Linked DNA regions of Mus musculus: region 2 is linked to region 1. A link is a contact called in public HiCAR-type data. All regions are on one chromosome and are shown on one strand. The core of a region is the stretch at or near the end of the contact, and the rest is flanking DNA. Distances in the headings are between cores, read along the strand shown. Region 1 overlaps Pde8b (phosphodiesterase 8B). Region 2 has its middle 42 kb from the start of Zbed3.

Region 1 (6,313 bases), core at 1,699-4,198:
ATCTCTTAACATCAATGGACTTAATTCCCCAATAAAAAGACATAGAATAACAGACTGAATATGTAAACAGGACCCAGAATTTTGTTGCATATTAATCCTACATCCAATAGAGGGCTAATATCCAATATATACAAAGAACTCAAGAAGTTAGACTCCAGATAAACAACCCTATCAAAAAATCAGGAACAGAGCTAAACAGAGAATTCTCAACTGAGGAAACTCAAATGGCCGAGAAGCACCTAAAAAAATGTTCAACGTCCTTAGTCATCAGTGAAATGCAAATCAAAATGACCCTGAGATTCCACCTCACACCAGTCAGAATGGCTAAGATCAAAAACTCAGGTGACAGCAGATGTTGGTGAGGATGTGGAGAAAGAGAAACACTCTTCCATTGCTGGTGGGATTGCAAGCTGGTACAACCACTCTGAAAATCAGGCTGGTGGTTCCTCAGAAAATTGGGACCCAGCTATACCACTCCTGGGCATATATACAGAAGATGCTCCAACATGTAATAAGGACACATGCTCCACTATGTTCATAGCAGCCTTATTTATAATCGCCAGAAGCTGGAAGCAACCCTCAACAAAGGAATGGATACAGAAATTTTGGTACATTTACACGATGGAGTACTACTCAGCTATTAAAAACAATGACTTCACAAAATTCGCAGGCACATGAATGGATCTAGAAAATATCATTCTGAGTGAGCTAACTCAGTCACAACAGAACAGGCATGGTATGTACTCACTGATAAGTGGATATTAGGCAAAGAGCATGGAACACTCACAATACAACTCACAGACCACATAAAGCTCAAGAGGAAAGGAGGACCAAAGAGTGGATGCTTCAGTTCTACTAAGAAGAGGGAACAATATAATCAAGTGGAGTAGAGGGTGGGAGGGACTTGGGAGGAAGAGTGGAAGGGGAGGGGGAAAAAGAGAGGCAGAATCAGGTATGGGAAGAGCTGGAGGAGATGGAGGAGATGTACAGAGGGTCAAGAAATTGAGGTGTATTGCAATGGGGTGATGGGGAACTGGGGGTAGCAACCAGAAAGTCCCAGATGTCAGGAAAGCAAGAGCCTCCCAGGTCCCCACAGGGATGACATTAGCTGAAATACCCCACAAAGGGGAAGGAGAACCTGTTGAGACCATATCCAGAGGCTAGACATGGCCCCCGGTTGAGGAATGGGGCCACCCACTCATCTCCAAAATTTTAACCCAGAAATGCTCCTGTCTAAAGGAAATACAGGGACAAAGAGTGGAACAGAGACTCAAGGAAAGGCCATCCAGAGACTGCCCAACCTGGGGATTCATCCCACATGCAGACACCAAACCCAGATACTACTGCTGATATCAAGAAGTGCTTGCTGACAGGAGTGTGATACAGCTGTCTCCTGAGAGGCTCTGCCAGATCCTGACCAATACAGATATGGATGCTTGAAGCCAACCATCAGACTGAGCACAGGGACCCCCAATGGAGGAGTTAGGGAAAGGACTGAAGGGGCTGAAGGGGCCTTATCTAGCATCAGTGGGAGAGAAGGCCCTTGTTCCTTTGAAGGCTTGATGCCCCAGTGTAGAGGAATGCTAGGGCAGTGAGGCAGGAGTGAGTGGGTGGGCAGGGGAGCACCCTCATAGAAGCAGGGGGAGGGGGTATAGGGTAGGGGACTTGCAGAGGGGAAACCAGGAAAGGAGATAACATATGAAATGTAAACAAATAAAATATCCACTTTTTTAAAAAGCCCCAAATAAACTACAAATAATGTAGAAACATGTTCTAAAATTGGGTTATGGTGATATCTGTACAACAGAATAAACTCACTAAGCTTTAGGCACACACGTAAAATGGACGGGTTCCATAGTGTGCTAACTGCACCCAGTAAAGCTTTGAACAAGAACAATAAACCCATAAACCAATGCCATCGCTTATGTGAAAAGTTGATATAACAGGCACACACACACACACACACACACACACACACGCACACACACACATGCACACACACACACGCACACACACACACACACACACACACACACACACACGGCTCAAAGATGGATTAATTAGCAAGTCTGACCCAAGTTTAGATCCCTACCACCCATGGAAAAAGCTGGATGTGGTCACGTGTGTCTGTAATCCAACCCTGGGAGGCAGACATGGGAGGGTGTGGGGGCTTCCTGGCCCGCCAGCATGGCTGAATTGTCATGATCCTGAGTAAGTAACAGATCTTATAGCAGAAGAGCAACTGAGGAAAACACTTGCTGCACCTCTGGCCTCCACACTCAAGTACTCACATGTGTACATACCTGCACACACACACACACACACACACACACACACACACACACCAAAAACCCAAGAAGTACAATTGATCTGTTTGTTTGTTTGTTTGGAGTTTCTTAGAATTCTAAATGAGAGAAAGAAAAGTTACCAATATTTTAAATATCTTAATATACAATTCCTAACAGAAGGGAGTCGATATCTCTGCTCTGCCGTAATCTCTGAGTGTTGCCAGTAGGGTCTCCAAATCACACTTAGCATTTCCTCGTGCATCGCATACATGTGGTTTAATCTGAAATACTTCTAGAGCCCTGATGTTGTGTTTGTTTACGTCTAATATCCTCTACCAGCATGCTGCTCTTGAAGAAACATGTTTAGTGAGGAACTGTTCCCGTCTCCTTAAGCTCCCTCACTCCTAAGGCTGCCTGACTTCCTTTTCTCTGATTATTTGTATATGTAGTCACCACTACCAATATTCACTCTAGATGTCTTTGCTTTACAAAATATCTTCACTGGATAATTTTAGTATGGAAAGTAATATCCCATTTCTCTGAAGTTAAAATTCATCCTTTCAGTGAAAATGGCCCTGACCTCTTTTCAACCACTGTACACTTTAAAAGCTTTCTCATCAACACACACACACACACACACAGCTTCTGTCGAAGATCTAGGACAAGGTTAGACACGTACCTCCTTAGAGCTCTTGGCTCCTGTCGTAACCCAGGGTGGGTCTCTGCAGAATGCTGTTTACCCAGGAGGTCGGTAAAGTATGTTTGTTTATTGCTGCTACTGGCTTGTTATCCCCTGGAACACAGTGTTTTGTTGGGGTCCTTGAGGTCGGCCCGGGGAACACAGGCAACGCTTGGATGCATCCAAACCTAAGCATTTGCTTCCTACACCAGACCCTTTCAGCAAGCTCTCTGGTGACAGCTAGGACAGAAATTAAAATGAAGCCTTTTTATTTTTTTGTCTTAGTCGTTCAAGTGAGTTTTTCAGAAGGGCAATTTAAATTTTAATTACAACCCAGGGCTCACAGGAGGTCTTCTACTCATGCAGAAAGGAAACCAGTCTAACCTGCAGTGTAGAGCTGCCTTGCCACTGGTCAGATAACCCCAGGCCAATATCTTCTCCATCACTGGGGGGCTAGATATTCATTCCACTAAAATATTCAATATAAAGTGTTATTCACACACTAATTATCCAAAAGCATTCAAATTTAAATGAAGTGAATCCACAATTATTCAGCACCCATTTATGCAGCGGATGCTGAAAAGGGAATAAAGAAAGACACATAACTCTCACCTCCAAGAACCTTGCTGATTTGCATTTGCACAAAATCAAATTATTTTTCCTTTCAAACACGGGTTTCCAAATATAAAGGGCTAAAAGGCTTCAGGAGCCTTTCAAATAATGCGCAGTTATAAAGGAACAGCAGTTTACTAAGTAAGTGATGTTTACAAAACTTCCTCGGAAGGGCTGAGATTGTTATTGGTAACAGTAAACATGCTGGAGGGTTTGTTTATTGCCAACATGACGGATGGAGAAGAGAGACACTGGTCATTAGCAGAGGGGACAGAGGTTACTGGGAGGATTTGTTTTTTCCAGCTATTCTCTAAAATGGGCGGTGGAGGGGCAGCATGGGTGCCATACATTCTGGACTTGTGCACATACACATACATCATTGTTTACCATTGCTCTGTACTTAGAAAGGCTCCCAATTACACACAGATAGCTATTCAGACACACATTCAGAACAGAAACAGTAGAGTGTAACGTGCACTGACTGCTCTTCAGTCTCGAGAATGAATCTCACTGGATGTCTGATATGAGCCAAAATATTAAAAGGAGAGTGATCCTAATAATCATCTATGTCGGCAGGTTAAAAAGGATATTTGCTAGAACTAATGCAGAGAGAAAATAAGGCCAAATTCCTTCCCTATGACACAACACCTATCATTGGAGGACATTCATTAATGCTGACTCAGCAACCCTGCCTCATGAGTTTAGTGATGACTGTCCTGTTTCACCTATGAAGGGACCAAGGTTAGAGAGGCTCTGTAGCTTGACCAAGGTGACACAGTCACCAAGTGACAAGGCCAACATGGATGGGTCCAAGTTTGTGTGAGGGCCAAGGCCAGCCCTCAGCCCGCGCTTCCTGCCCTTCTCATGCCTTAGCCTGGAGGGCTGCTTGGAAGAAAGGCAGTGCTGTCACAGAGGGAGCTGGAGGCCACAAGGGTCTGGCCAATTGCACTGCACATTGTTTAAAATCCGCAAGTCACCACTTTACAGAAGAGCAAGAGATGCTGAGATGTTTCTGGAAGAGATGCCAGCAAGAACCCAAGGCCCAGCTCAGTGCCACAGCAAACAGCAGCACACTCCCGTGCTTCAGATCGTTTCTGAACTTGCCCAGCATCAAACTCACAGATGTTATCCACGGTGAATGTGCCTCCTATAACTTAGTCCTGGTAAAGGGATGAAGCATTCTCTACCCTGTCTCTGTAGCAAGAAACACAGAACAGCCACACACTCTAGGAAGCACAGAGCAGCCACACAGAACCACAGGAACACACAAACACATGCATCAGCAGGTAGACTTGGGATTCATGTAGAATACAAAGTTCCATCAAAGTGGCATTGACCCTTCTGTCTCCCTCCCCCACCCCTGTTCACAACTATTTTTCAATGTGTGCTTGCTATAGCCTGAAAAGTCTATGCTTTCAGTAAAGAGTCCAACAAGTTTTTAGTTTTGGCTCAAGGAATAAGAAATGAGCCTCCTTGGGGGTGGGACAACTCCCATTTGTTCTTTTGCTCCATTGTCTTCTACTCTAGGTCTCCCTCTAGCCCACAAGAGCATCAGCAGTAAGTCATAGAAAGCTATAATGTCAGTACATGACAAGAACTCCTCTCGTCCACAAGAAGGTACATCCTGATGCTTTCTTTTTTCTTTCTATGTCCTTGTATTTCTTTTTTTTTTTCAATTTTTATTAGATATTGTCTTCATTTACATTTCAAATGCTATCCTGAAAGTCCCCTATACCCTCCTCCAGCCCTGCTCCCCTACCCACCCACTCCCACTTCTTGGCGTCCTTGTATTTCTTGGCCCTAAATGTGACCATAGTCACATGTACAGAAGAGCCAGGAACAAGAAGTCCCATATTTCTTGCCATGGGACCCAAAATGGTAGTCCCAGGGAACTAGGAAATACAAGAGATTAAGAAGAGAGGGTTTGAGAAAGCAAAGGCATGAGTTGTTTACCTGCTTCTGGGCTCCTTTCCAAGTTACACTTAGGAGTCCCATGCTAGGCAGCAAACTACAGACTTCCAGAATTAAACCATAGTATAGATCGCTTCCCAGGTCACAGCCGGGCCACTGAGCAGCATATATACTTCACAATTACAATGATTACTCTAGACTTGGAAAATGAAAGTATTGATAGAACTCCCATGCAAAAGGAGAAGTGGAATTTGAAATCTGAACTCAACATGCAAAAATATCAAGATTCACCATGAGACTTGAATAAGATTCAAACACTAGTAATATAATGAAGTCCAAAATTCCTGGACCTGAGAACCAAGAAAAACACATCTTTCTCGAGAAGGCAGTCAATACTATGATGGTAAATTTTGTGTGCCATGGGCTAAGAGGTGACTACGAAGCTTGAAAAATGTTTTTTGTGCATTTGTTTTGAGAGCTTTCCTTTTGTTATTTCTGGAAGAAATTTTTATGTGGGTGGGGTGAACTAAATAAAGGAGATCTACCCTCACCAACGTGGGTGCATATCTGTCCCTTAATTGAGGTTCTAAACAGAAATTTCTGAGGATGGATTGATTCACTGTCTCCTCTTGATCTAGTATGCCTACTTTCTCCTCCCCTTGGACATCAGTATTCCTGGCTCTTGGCCTTCATGCTCAGACTGAGATTTACATCACTGGGTCCTCTGGCTCAAAGGCCTTGGGTTTGGCCTAGAACTGAGGTCCCAGCCTGGGGATAGCAGCTAATGAATTCTTAGTCTCAACACTTGCACAACACATTCCTT
Region 2 (6,313 bases), core at 1,493-3,992, 96 kb after region 1:
GCTTGTTAGTTCATGCTGTGCCACTGAGCTACATCTAAGTGCTTATAATTTTTAAAATATTAAATATCTAAGCTTAAAACGTATTTTAAAACTGTCAGGCATTGTGGTTCACACCTATAATGCCAGAATGTGGGAAACAGAGACTTGGAGATCAGGAATTTAAGGTCATGCTCAGCTGTGTAGTGAATTTGAGGCCAGCCTGGGCTCCATGACACCCTGTCACAAAACAAAACAAAAAAGTCAAATACAAAGCAAACAGACACCTCCGTTGATGACAATATTTCTCAACCCTGGGTGCTATTGGCATTTGTCAGTAAGCAGTTGCCCTGGGGCCTACCTGGCCTTCCATGCATGATAGGTTGTCCATCAGCGTTCTTGGCCACAGCCTATCATGTGAACCCTCTGCACCTCCAGATTCACTACCATTAAAATTCCCAGCAGCCAAATGGGCACAATGTGCCCAACAAATTTCCTGTAACTACATCTATGCTGATAGAAGAGCAACGCTGTCTTTATACTGCTCAGCAGAGATTCAAAACTCCTCTAAGCCCTGAGAGTAATGCCCATGCGCAAAAGGAACATCCATGTCACACCCAAGGTTCAGGGAACGCTGCAGAAGGACTGTGAGGGATGGAGGAAGTGGGAGTAGGGTGGCTGACTTCCGGTCGTGACGCGCGATGGCTTACCTTGGTTGTCAACTTGACAGGATCTGGAATCAACTGTAACACACCTATAACAAATGATCTTTTCTATTCCTCTAACTCTTTCTTTTCTTTTCTCTTCTTTTCTTTCTTTCTTTCTTTCTTTCTTTCTTTCTTTCTTTCTTTCTTTCTTTCTTTCTTTCTTCCTTCCTTCCTTCCTTCCTTCCTTCCTTCCTTTCTTCCTTTCTTTTTGTCTATCTTTCTTTCTTTTTCTTTCTTCCTTCTTTTCTCTACTCTTCCTACACCTCTTTCTTCTTTGCAATATATTTTCTTAATCAGATTGTTCACGTGAGAAAAACCTACCCTAAACATAGGTAGCATTTTCTGGTGGCGACCTAAAGAAAAGGATATGGGCGAAGGGATTTTTGCGTTTTGCTTGCGTCCTGGTTCTCTGCCAGATTCTTCTGTCCTGTTGCGGTAGCATTCCTTCACAGATACTAGAAGCAACCACCTAGGCCTTCCGACATAAACAGCACAGCTCTCCAGGACTCCTCCGGCCTTCTGCGCTCAAGGGGGACTGCTGAGACATCCAGCTTCATATTTTGAACAAGGACTGGCCTTCCAGTGTGAGACGGCAGTTGCTGGACTACCCAGACCATGGTGTGGAAGGTAATCCAATGAATACCCTTTCAAAGTGTATATTCATTCTATCAATTCTGTCCCTATACGAGAACCCTGACTAATACAACATGGTTTTTGCACTATGGAACTCACTGTGGCTGTGATTACCCACACAAGATTGGTTCCATCAGCAGCCTGTCTTGCAAAGGGGTGGGGCTTGCCAGGCTCCACCCCTTTCTGAGAATTTATGCACAGCTGACAGTTGAGACAGGACAGGCATTTTCTTCAACCATTTAACCACAGAGGAGGTGCCTCTGCTCTCATCAACAAACTCCTCCCCACAGTCCTATAACCAACCTTAATAAGATGCATTGGATCACCAAAATTCTGTCTTATTTATTCCTCTCTCTCTGTCTCTCTGTCTCTCTCTCTGTCTCTCTCTCTCTGCCTCTCTCTCTCTCTCTCTCTCTCTCTCTCTCTCTCTCTCTCTCGTGTGTGTGTGTGTGTGTGTGTGTGTGTGTGTGTATGTGTGCGCGCGCGCGTGTGAGAGAGACTAGAATAAAATGTGCTATGCATGGGTATAAAAATATAATGAATCCATTATCATGTATAATTAACATGTATTAATAAGATCCTTCTTTTAAATCCTAGTATTCAAGAGATAAAGGCCAAAGAGCAAAACAGTCTTTAAAACAAACAGACAAACACCAGCAGCACAAAGCCCCCGCCCCTGTTTGCCATGAGTTAGAGGGTTGCAGAGAGCCCCCGCCCCACGCTTCAGCCCAGCTTAGGTTCCCATGCCTCCATCAGACACCTCCTACTGCACCAGCAGAGGTTGGCACACAAGCACAGTGATGAGGAGAAGTGATGGGGGAGGGGGGGACGGGGCACTCTGCCTTAAATGAGCAGCTGTGTCAACCTCTCAAGAGGGGACAGAAAGAATGGGCGGGCCCACCAACACCTCCCCATGGATGGAGGAGAGGATGATGAAGCCACACTCTCCTCAAGGTACTGTCCAAAATTGACAGTAGTTGAAGGAAGGGTGTCGGTGTTTTCAATGGTATAGCCCTTGCTCCACTGAAAAAAATCTCCCACCCACGTTTGGACAACAAACTAATTAAACTCAGTGAGCCACACACACAAAGAAGACATGCAAGTGGGAGGGGAGGCACGAGAAAAAGGGAAAATGAAAATAATTTGCCTTTATTATATAAATACATGAGATTGCTAAACAATTTTTAAAATTATAGTCCTCTTATTTCCCTAGGTAAAAAGAGAGCAAGGAACTTTTCTTTCAGTATGGGGGACTCCTAAGACTGGACACACAGTATGGCTCCTTTCCTTGTGGAGAGAGACAAGCCACCACTGGTTTCAGACTGAGCCCTCACCCCCTTCCTGTGTGGAGAGGGAGGTGGCCCTCTGCAGAGAATGGCGGGCCTGGGAGTCTGGCCAGTGAGGGAGGACAGGCTTGGCTCCGCAGGGGATCAGTGGCCTCCGGCTTAGCTGCATGCGTCATAACATCATCCAGGCCATGCCCCAGACTTGCCCTCTCCCAATGAGCTTTGCTGATGACACTGGAGCAAAGCCTACACACACACACACACACACACACACACACACACACGAGAGAGAGAGAGAGAGAGAGAGAGAGAGAGAGAGAGAGAGAGAGAGAGAGAGAGAGAGAGAGAGAGAGAAATTGTGCCCAGTTCTCTGCTAAGGAACAGGTAGGGGGAGGCTGCCTGGCCACTCCCTGCTGCCCAGACATTCAAAGAGTCCATTGTTTTTAACCTAAAGCAAAGCACCTGCCTGGGGACATTTTTTTGATTATTCAGGCACAAACACAGTTTGTAAAGAAGCAATATTTTCAGTTAATAAAAGTGCCTACTGAACTCAGGCCTGGCTCAAGATTTGTAGGTCCCTGAAGCCCCAACCCTGCTTGAGACAAAAGCAAAAGACTGTCTGGTGTAGGTGGTGCAGTTTCTAGTTATTATGAGTTGAGGGGAGTTGAGGGGGGAAGGGTGACAGGGCCCAGACTTGGCCGGTCACTTCTTGGATAACCACTGAGCTCCGAGGTGGGCCCAGCCCCATGTTCTGCAAAAAAACAACTCAGTTCCCATTGACTGCTTTCACCTCTCACAAGTTCAAAACCTCCCAGAGCAGCTGAGTAAGCCCCTATCCCCACCCCCTGTTCCTCAGCTCCCCCCACGCTACAAGTCTGCAATGCTAGTTTTAATAGATTTTTCTCCTGATTTTCAATAGAGACTGGAAAACAGGGTGAAATCTTTTTCACATTTAAGTACCGATTAACATCTTAAAAAAATAAGCCTTCCCCACATCTGTATACCACTTCTGCCTCAGGCTCAGTGAGGGCAGTAACTAAGGGTAAGGTATCTAGGAGCCCTACAGAATAAGCCTGCCCTACCCCTGCATGCTGTGTGACACTGGCTACTTATCTAACCTGTCTTTGTCTTACTCCCTCATGCTTAAAAAGGGCATGCTAAAGCACACTGCACACTTAGATGAGAAGATGTCTATGGCTTCATAACTACAGGCTACTATCTTTATTGGACACCTGGTCTGCTCTCCCAGGAGTCTTTTTTGACAGTGTCACTGAGAGAGGAACAGTCAGGCAATCAATGCCTGTGCTGGCTGCAACAGGAAGTTCATGGCCTCTTGGAGAATTCCAGTGACTATAGTTGAGGAGCAATCCCCACACTCTCGCTATGTTCATTTATTACTCATGTCCCATGTGGCCAACAGATGTCCTCCCAGAATCCCCTGCCGGCTTCTCTGCTTTTAGCCACTGAGTTATATCATACCTGTACCTTCTATTGGTCAGGCTCCTCCTCTGTTCCCTGTCTATAGATGCATTCCCACTTATAACAAACCCTATGATGACCTGCTCTAGGTTGGGTATCTGTAAAGCAGTGACTTAGTACATACAGTTTGTAGGTAAGTAATTTGGGGGCATTGAAGAGAATGAAGGAGGAGAAGGGAGAAAAGCCGACGGATGCCTGTGTTAGCTGCAAGTGAATGAGATTCATCCACAGATCCTATCCTCACTGGAATGCGTGAGTGGAGAATTAGAAAATCATTCACCACATCTATTTATTTAAAGCTAAGCTTGCACTTATCCAACCGTCCCTAGAAACCTATCCAAGAGACTAAAACCATGAGCACCTAAAGATTTGTGTGTAAATCTTTGCATATCAGTCAACACTTGGAAATAACCCAACCGACACTGACAGATGGAGATGCATGGTCTAGTGAAGCCATACAAGAGAACTCTCCACACAGTAGCGACTTGAACTGCGGAAAGTGAAGATTGTCATTTTAATGTTAGGAATAAAAGGCAATTACATTCAAATGTGTAGACTGTTACATAATGCTATGCTTAGGTACCTGTGATCGTTTTGTTGGAAGAAAAACTCAATTAAGCAGATTGCCTAACTCAGGTTGGCCTGTGGCCATATCTGTGATGGATTGTATTGGTTGGGTTGGTTGGTGGAATACCCAGCCCACCGTGGGTAGCACCATTCCCTTGGCTTGGGTCCTCAGCTGTATAAGAGTGAAGAAGATGAGATAAGTTGCATGCATGCATGTATGCACTTCGTCCTCTTTCTGCTTTTGACTGTGAATATGAGTGGCTGTCAGGACATTCTTCCTTGACTGTCCCACAGTGATGGGCTATAACTTAGAATTTTAGCTAAATAAACCCTTTCTCTATTAAAGCAGACTGATCAAAGAAACTGCAAACAAAACTAATACCATACTGGATTCATCATTTTAGTTAATACTCATTTCTGGTCAGTTGGGTCTCTTTGTAGGACAGATGGACATCTGGACTGTTAGTTACTATGCCCCAGATTCTCTTTTAGACTGACTCCCAAGGCCAGGCAGGTCAGTGTGCTTAGGTCCATCATGGAAAACCCCACTTCTGTGTCAGACCCTTACTAATAGGGCCAAAAGCAGAACAAGCTAACCTAAGCTTCAATGCATCTTTGCACAGTTCTGGACTGGATTCCTTGAGTGTTAGTCCACTGTTTGCATCCCTTCTCACATCACCTGTATGCTTCACTTTTTGCTGAGGTCACCTCTGATCCCAAGCTCCTGTGGCTTAGAACATTCAATTCCTGCATGATGTCAGTCTGAGAACCTCATTTCCCTGTTGTCTGTTGGAAGTTGCCATAGGCCTTTCACTGGGTAGCACTTTTCACATCACGGTTAACAACATGGTAGATGCTCCTACAAGCCCAGTCAACAAGGACACCCTGGAAAGATGGGGCCAGGCCTTATGTAATCACACACAGGCAGCCATACTTGTCCCAAGCCAAACTTGACTTGTAAGAAGCCAGTCATGAGTCCCCTCCACACACAAGAGGAAGAAAGCATTCAGGGGTGAAACCAGAGAATGAAGATACCAGGGTTCTCGGTAGAAGTCCATCACAGCTTATCCTCTGGCCACCATTGACCTGTATCCTTCCTGCCTTCAGAAAATATTCCCTCTCTCCTAAGGAATTCAAGAATCTCACAGCATGCACAACCTGTTCGGCTGAGTTCACAACAACATCATACGAACAAGGTCCAGCTGTGGATGAGGCCCCTTGGATGTACTTCCTCAGTCTAATAAAACTAAAGACAAGTCATGTGTCTCCTAACTCCATGAAGGAACAATTTCAGTTAAACAGATATAGAAATGCCCATTTTAAAGAGAGAATGAAAAGAGAGTTGCTAGCCATTGTGGTGGGACATGTCTGTAATGCTGGCCCACAGGAAGACTGCAAGTTCTAGACCATCCTGGGTTACACTGTAAGACCTTGTCTAACAATGGAAATAGATTTTTAAAAAATTGCCAATCTTAAAGCCTGCAACATAATGGCTTCTTCCAGAATTCCATGGTAGATTATAAGGATGTAATAATTTCAGAGCATAAACCTCCAGGCTAGGTTGGTTACACCCTCTGGATCTTCCTTTTTTATAACTTTAAAAAAATAATTATTTAATATATGAGTATTCTGTAGCTATCTTCAGACAACACCAGAAGAGGTCAC

Evidence for each region. HiCAR-type assays count read pairs that join an accessible place to other places.
Region 2: a contact with region 1 is called in a HiCAR-type map of astrocytes, with 4 times the contacts expected there. The contact joins two enhancer-like sites. A contact is called at or near these places in 1 of 15 datasets of contacts at CTCF or cohesin (the NIH/3T3 cell line), 4 of 484 Hi-C or Micro-C datasets (the HPC-7 cell line, Sertoli cells, nephron progenitors and 1 more), 1 of 115 datasets of contacts at active chromatin or transcription factors (astrocytes) and 1 of 9 other capture datasets (adipose tissue).

What each region holds. Positions count from the first base shown.
Region 1 is chr13:95,183,088-95,189,400 of GRCm38.p6, forward strand. All of the region lies in intron 1 of Pde8b (phosphodiesterase 8B), which reads right to left. Among named protein-coding and RNA genes, the nearest start is that of Pde8b, 37 kb to the right of the region's middle. Within about 2 kb of position 2,949, at least 11 of the 459 cell types and tissues checked have an H3K27ac peak or open chromatin away from gene starts, as enhancers often do. A contact at or near this core is called in astrocytes, where this site is marked.
Region 2 is chr13:95,279,234-95,285,546 of GRCm38.p6, forward strand. No RefSeq gene overlaps it. Among named protein-coding and RNA genes, the nearest start is that of Zbed3, 42 kb to the right of the region's middle. Within about 2 kb of position 2,743, at least 39 of the 459 cell types and tissues checked have an H3K27ac peak or open chromatin away from gene starts, as enhancers often do. A contact at or near this core is called in astrocytes, where this site is marked.